Regions from separate parts of the Anser cygnoides genome. Here region 1 is linked to region 2. A link is a contact called in public Hi-C data. All regions are on one chromosome and are shown on one strand. Each heading gives the region's core, a stretch centred on a gene start, on an enhancer-like site or on the middle of the called end of the contact. The rest is flanking DNA. Distances are from core to core; before and after follow the strand shown.

Region 1 (3,362 bases), core at 434-2,933, 410 kb after region 2:
ACTTAAAAGCCCATCCATCGCAACGGTGCCCATCGATACGGCCACACGAGCCCTTGGAAAAGATAAGCGGGATGCCCTCTGGAAGGGATGCTCCAGAATTGCCCCTCACAGATCACACACACCTCGAGTGAAATCCCCGCTACCGAGAGCCAAATTCTCCTGCCTGCACCGACAAATCTGGGTTGCTGCCACCGGCAGCAGCTCTGCACCGTCCCCGTGTAGCCGTACAGCAGCTCTGCCACAGGGATGAGCTACGAGGGCCACGCAGGCACGTCACCTATGCCGAGTGTTTTATGAGGGAGCGCACGGCCAGCCGGCTTGGCCCGGCACGGAAGGAGCTGCTCCAGCAGCACACCGTGCTGGAACCCTCCCGAATGGTGCTGAGGGGTTGAGGATGAGGAGGGGACCCAGGGCACCCTCCCTGCAGCCAGGACCTGCACCTATGCCACCGTGCGCCCTGCTGGCCCCTTCTCCTTGTGCCAGGGCCCATGGGTTCCCTGCAAAACTGCTTACCCCAAAAAGCCCCCAGCACAAGGATGGGGCTGGAGATAGGCGAGACACAAAGCTCTTAGGTTGGCAGACGAGGTAATCGCCACAACACACGCTGTGCGGCCTTCATAAATCTTCTGTTAACCCCCCCCCACACCCCCCAGCTGCAGGTGGCACCAGTGACAGCCTGGGCCCGGCTCCCAGTAAACCACAGCCCAGATGCAAGCGGCACTGCCCCCCGGCACCGGGGTGCTCCGGGGACACATCCTGCCCTGTGACGTGCAGCTGGGGGTGTGCAGAGGAGGAAACGTGCGCCTCGGGTTTTGGGGGGTGGTGGGGAAACCTTGTGCACCCCCAGAGAGAAAACACTGCAACCCTTTCTTCATACATTTATTTATTTATTTATTTATTTTTTGCTGGGTTTTGGTTGTGGTTTTGATTTTATGTTTTCGATTGTGTGTTTTTGACTGTTGTGCTCTTGATCGCTTATTCTTATTGATTTCTTATTGTTAATTTTCAGTGTTCGTTTCTGACTGCTTATATTCTCTTGCCGCTTTCTGACCACTTTTTTCTCACCGCTTTCTGACCGCTTATTTTTTATTCCCTCTTTCTGACCGCTTATTTATTCTTGCTGCTTTCAGACCCCTTATTTTTTCTCACTACTTTGACCCCTTATTTTTTCTCACTACTTTCTGATCCCTTATTTCTTCTCTCTGCTTTCTGCCCCCTTATTTTTTCTCACTGCTTTCTGCCCCCTTATTTTTTCTCTCCGCTTTTTGACCCCTTGTTTTCTCTCTCCACTTTCTGACCCCTTATTTTTTCTCACTGCTTTCTGCCCCCTTATTTTTTCTCTCTGCTTTTTGACCCCTTATTTTTTCTCTCCACTTTCTGCCCCCTTATTTTCTCTCTCCACTTTCTGCCCCCTTATTTTTTCTCTCCGCTTTTTGACCCCTTCTTTTCTCTCTCCACTTTCTGCCCCCTTATTTTTTTCTCTCTGCTTTTTGACCCCTTTATTCTCTCTCGCCGCTTTTGACCCCCTATTTTCTTCCCACCTCTCTCCGCCCGCTCGCACACCTTACCCCCTATATATATATATATATATATATAATTTTTTTTTTACCGCTCCTTTTCCCGCCGGCACCCCCGGGGCTAGACGACCCCCCGGCTCCCCCCCGGGGCCCCGAGCATCCCCCGCGGGGGCAGCGCTCCGGGGGCGGGGATGCCGAGCCCCGCTGCCCGTTGCACATTCTCTCCGGGCGGCGGCGCGGCGCTCCGCTCCTCCCGGCTCCGCACGGCTCCGCACGGCCCCGGCGGCGCGAAGATGGCGACGGCGAGCAGCGGCGGGGCTCGCCGGGCCCGGGGGTTCCCCCGCCGCCTCCTGCCGCTGCTGCTGCTCTTAACGGCGGCGGGGAGCCGGGGGGCTCGGGGGGGGCCCTCGCCGCTGCTCCGCTCCCCGCCGCCCGCCGCCGAAGCCCCGCGGAGCCGCCGCGCAGCGCAGCAGCGCCCGCCGGAGCCCATCCAGGTGTACGGACAGGTGAGCCCTGCTGACCCCCGGGCCCCTTCCCCGAGACCCCCAACCCCACCCGGAGAGCCCCCCCCCCCCCTCTAAAAAAAAAAAAAAATTAAAAAAAAAATTAAAAAAGATCAATTCAATGAACCGAGCGGCGGAGCGCCGCGTTACATCACCCCCTGCGCTCCCCCCGCTGCCGCTGTGGCCGTCCCTCTGTGCCCCCCCCCCCCCCTCAATGTGCATTTGCAAGGGGATCGCCTGGGGGCACAGCGCTCCCCCCCCCCCCCCACAAGTCCACCCTCCCCACGCGTGATTTTTTCCCCGCACCCCGTGCTGCAGCCCCGGGGATCCCCCTGGGGCAGTGGGGACCCCCCCCATGGGGATCACGACCACCCCCCCCCGCAATCCAAATCCCCCCGTGGGAAGGGGCTGGGTCGTGCTCCCAGGTCACCGGCGAGGCATCCCCACGCAAAATCATCGCTGTGCATGGGATCTGCCCCGCTGAGAGCAGCCGGCAGCAAGATGCTGGGCGCTGTTGCCACCGATTTCCACATCTCGTCGCCTTGTTCTCAGCCACCTTGCCCTGCTGGCGCTGCTCGGGTCGCGGTGCATGCTCACGGGCTCCATCCCACCGAAACGAGCAGCAGGAGCTGCCGGTGGCCAAGGGCACGTGGCGGTGACACCGCCAGGTAGCCCCTTGGCTAGCGCACAGAGGGGACAGCGAGGCCGTGGGGTGGGTAGGATCACCTGAATGTGCCCGTGTCAAACATCCTACCATGCAAAAACCAGGTGGAAGGGGTGACCTTTGGTAGAAAACCTTGCTGCTTGGGATGCGCCGTGCCCTTCTCCGTAAGGATTTTGTGTTTCTGAGCCATTCCCCACAGCTTTTAGAAAAGACAGGGAGAGGAGCTGCTCCTCAGCAAAGCACAGGAATTGCTGTTTTGAAAGCGCCCCTGCTCAGGCTCAGCTACTTGGCAAGTTTTGCAGCCGGGACCAGAATTCCTCCCCCCCCCCCCCTTTTCCATCACTTGAGGGATGTGAAGGAATTACACCCAGGCTGCCTGCCGCGGGAGGCTTCGGGCTGAAATAGCCCATCCTCTTCTTCATGGTTTTTAATCTCCATACGTCAGACTAAATGTTGCCTCATTTGACCCTCCTGGCTCACACTGCCCGTGTCCCACCGCAGCCCCAAAAGGCTGCCCTGGGGGGGGCACAGACAAGGCACACCGCAGGTGAGGCTCCCTGCCCTCAGCCACATCTGTTTGCCTCCTTAGCAAGCACTTCACCTCCTCCAGACCCTATAATTTCCCCTTCTTGCTACTTCTAGGATGGGCAAGAGGCAGCCACAGGGCAGGCCTGGCTC
Region 2 (3,330 bases), core at 503-3,002:
ACCCCCTGGTATTTCTTGTCTGTGCCCATTCGTTTTGGAGCTGGGAACGGATCCTCATTCCAAGAGTCAAGGTTCAGTTGTGCCTTGGTCAAATTGAGATCTGCAGGACTACGGAGTTCCTGGCAAAGTGCTCAGCCTTGGGAAGAGCCCTCTGAGGCAGTCTGCTTTCTGATTTCCTTCCCTCTGGGAGGTACCAGGAGATAAAAATGATACCCCTTACTCCAAGCCAGGGAAGGACGGCCCTAAATTACCTCTTGCACCCTGAGGTCCAGGTATGCAGTAGGCACTGCTGATGCCTGTGGCCAGGAGCGTGTTCCTGTGGCTCTGCAGGGACTGTAGCCTCACTCACCTCCCTTTGTCCTCCAGAACAGACCCAGGACCACGCTGTGCTCGAGTTCTGGGGGCTTGGCTGGGAGGTGATGGACCTGGGGTAACCCCATTGCCATGGGGAAGCTGATCCCAGATTTGAGCTGGGCAAAGAGCGCGGCCCTTTGGCTGGAAGCTTTCCAAGGGTTATTTGTGCGCGCTAACCTCGTGGCACTCTTCCTTCCAGCCCCTGCTGGGGTCCTCCTGTCTTTTTGCATAATCTCCTCTGAATAAATAGACCGTGAGTGGGGCCTTCTCGGCGGCTTTTGTCAGGAGGACATGGTCGGTGTAGGTTTCTACCTTGTGGGCCCTCCCTCTCTTTTTGTGTCAGAGCCGAACCGTTTCTTTTCTCCCGTTTGCACCTCTTAACTTTCTCTCCTCGCCTGCTCTGATTTCTTTGCCCTGCTATTGTCCTGAAAAGTATTTGGAGGATACCGTTTGTGAGAAAGCCCTTACATTTTCTTACATTTTCAGTCTAAAACTTAACTTGTGTGAGGTCCCACAAAGCATACTAGTTGGCCAAAAGTGATCTCTTCTCCTGGAAGTGTGGATTTAAACGGTTGCTTCTATGCATTTCTGTGCTTCTCCTTGCAAAGCTCTTTCTCTGAGGCCCTGATCCTGCTGCCACAGTGACCTTTGTGTTTGCAGAGAGACCTTTTGAAATCAAAGGGGCCCTTCATGAGCATCTGCCCATCTGGAAGAGATTGCAGGAGTGGGCGGGTGAAGGGCAAATCTGGAGCCTTGTGGCTGGGCTGCGGAGTCTGAAGTGCCCCAGGCCCGTGTCCCTGGGGGAGAGGGGCCAGGGAAAGCCCCAAGCGGCTTGCACGACATCCTCGGGGGCAGGAATACCCCCGGCGTGCCTGAGAGCAGCCCTGCGAGCCTCCTGTGTGCAGCGTGAGCCTGAGCAATCATGTAACTGTTGTTTGATTCCCAACAACCGCATGTTTAGAGGACTCTGATTTGTGTGTGTTTGTGCAAACACGAGCGCTGGGCTTTGTTATTAACGCCGACCTCTCCTTTCCAACTCCAGTTTGGGGATAATTATTTATCCCACGGAGTAGAAAACAATTTAAAAAAAAAAACAAAAAACCTGCAGGAGAGCCCAGAAGCTGCCTGGCTGCTGCTGGAGCAGCCCCCCCCCTCCATCCTCCTGCCACCCAGAGCACCGGGGCTCGCCTGCAGGGCGGCTGCTTGGGCCAGATTTATTTTTATTTTTTTTTTCCTCGCCCTCGGGCGAGCTCTGCCTGTTTTTTTTTTTTTCCCATTATTATTCCCCTCTCCCCTCCTCCCCTCCGCAGCTGGGGAGCAGCTGCGGGCCCGGCCTGGCCCTTTAAAGGCGGGGCGGCGCGCCGCTGCCTCTTTAGGGCCGGTCCCTGCCTTTGGGGGAAGGAAGTGCGGGCCGGGGGGGGGCCGAAAAGCGGCGGCCGGGGGCTCTGCATGGCCGGGGGGGGCTCGGCGGGGCGCTTTCCCCACGCTGCGCTCCGCGCCCCCCGCCCCATGCGGGCCGGGGGCTGCCCCGAGCCGTGCGCGCCCCGCCGGGGGTAACGGTGCGGGGGCTGCGGGGAGCGGGGCCGGGGGGGGTGATGCTCGCCCCCCGGCTACCGGCGCTGCCAGCCCTGCTGTGGCTAGCGTTAGCCCCGCTGCCCGGCGCTCCCGGCCCCGCGGCCAAGGCTGAGCTGCGGGTGCGGGTGCGGCTGCCCGGCGGGCAGGTGGCGGAGGAGAGCCTGCAAGCCGACAGCGGCTCCGACTGCATCAGCCTGGAGCTCCGCAAGGCCGACGGCGCCCTCATCACCCTCACGGCCGATTTCAGACAGGTGAGGCTCGGGGTGGAGGGGGGGGACACGCCGGAGGACGGCCCCGGGATGCTGCGCCCGCCCCGCGGTGGAGCGGAGAGCCCCCGAGCATCCCCGGGGTCCCGGGGAGCCCCCGGTGGGGTTTGGTGCTGGGGGGTCTCCGGTGGGTCCCAGCTGGGCGAGGGGTGCGAGGGGATGGGCCCTAAGAGACTGGGAGTCCTCAGGAGGAGGCTTGGGGCGCGACCCCGGTGCCCGCTGCTTGTGGGGATGCTGTGCGGGAGGGCTTTGGGGAGCCGGGATCCGCCTGGAGTCTGGGGAAACCCTGCTGGGGGGGCTGAATCCACCTGGAGCCTCGGAAAACCCTGCCGGGGGGTTCGGGAGCCTGAGCCCTGTCTGAGGACGGGGTCCTTCAGAAGTCCCTCCACCGATGAGCGATGTTGGGGTCTTCGTTCGTGGTGCACCCCGCAGACGGCTCCGGGCCCTTCGGGCGGGTTCCTGGCCCCCCGCGGCACAGCTGTAACCTGGGCTGCCCAGTGGTGAGCATGGTGGGGAAGGATTTTGGCAGGATGAGTGGCGAAGCCTTCTCCATGCCCGGCTGAGCACAGCAGGTCTGTTTCTCCTTGCTGAGCCGAGAGGAGCCGTGGCTTTGGGTGGCAGACAGCAGCAGGGCCAGGGCAGGAGAGGCCCCCACGAGCCGGGGCTCAGGTTCGTGGGGCTCTGCTGTGTCTCCAGGACGTCTCGCTCCAAGTGATGGCTTTGGGGAGCACGTGCATTGGGGGTGTGGGCACCGTTCGCATGGCAGCTCACTCTGGGACTGGCGGAAAGCCAGGGATCCTCCTGGCCCCCTCCCAGGCCCCTCTGCAGGGAGGTGATGCTGAGACCCCACGCTTCTCGGCAGGAGACGGGAGCTTTGGGGCCAGCGTGGCGTCCTTCAGAGAACCCCAAGCCTGGCTGGACGCCGTGAGTTTTCTCTGGCTCGGGGATGAGCTGTTCGCTGCTGCGTGGGTGGCACGGCCGTCCGTGTGGCACGGCAGCGTTATCTTGTTCCCTCTGCTCAGGCTGTTTGCTCGGGTGGACTTTGGTTTGTGACAGGAGGAAGCTCAGCCCCGTGAGGTAGGAGGGTGGTGTGTCCCGTCCTGCTGTGAGCCTTGGAGCCCTCTCCAAGGCGTCT

What was found. A called contact is a pair of places that touch in the nucleus more often than the background predicts.
Region 1: a contact with region 2 is called in a Hi-C map of liver, with 6 times the contacts expected there. The contact joins the promoter of SORL1 here to the promoter of OAF in region 2. A contact is called at or near these places in 2 of 7 Hi-C or Micro-C datasets (both in liver).

Annotation. Positions count from the first base shown.
Region 1 is chr21:5,339,004-5,342,365 of Taihu_goose_T2T_genome, forward strand. It overlaps SORL1 (sortilin related receptor 1), which reads left to right and starts at 1,684. Exons shown (of 48, transcript XM_066981339.1): 1 at 1,684-2,023. The coding sequence starts at 1,709.
Region 2 is chr21:4,931,419-4,934,748 of Taihu_goose_T2T_genome, forward strand. OAF (out at first homolog) reads left to right here and starts at 1,753. Exons shown (of 4, transcript XM_048063424.2): 1 at 1,753-2,180. The coding sequence starts at 1,950.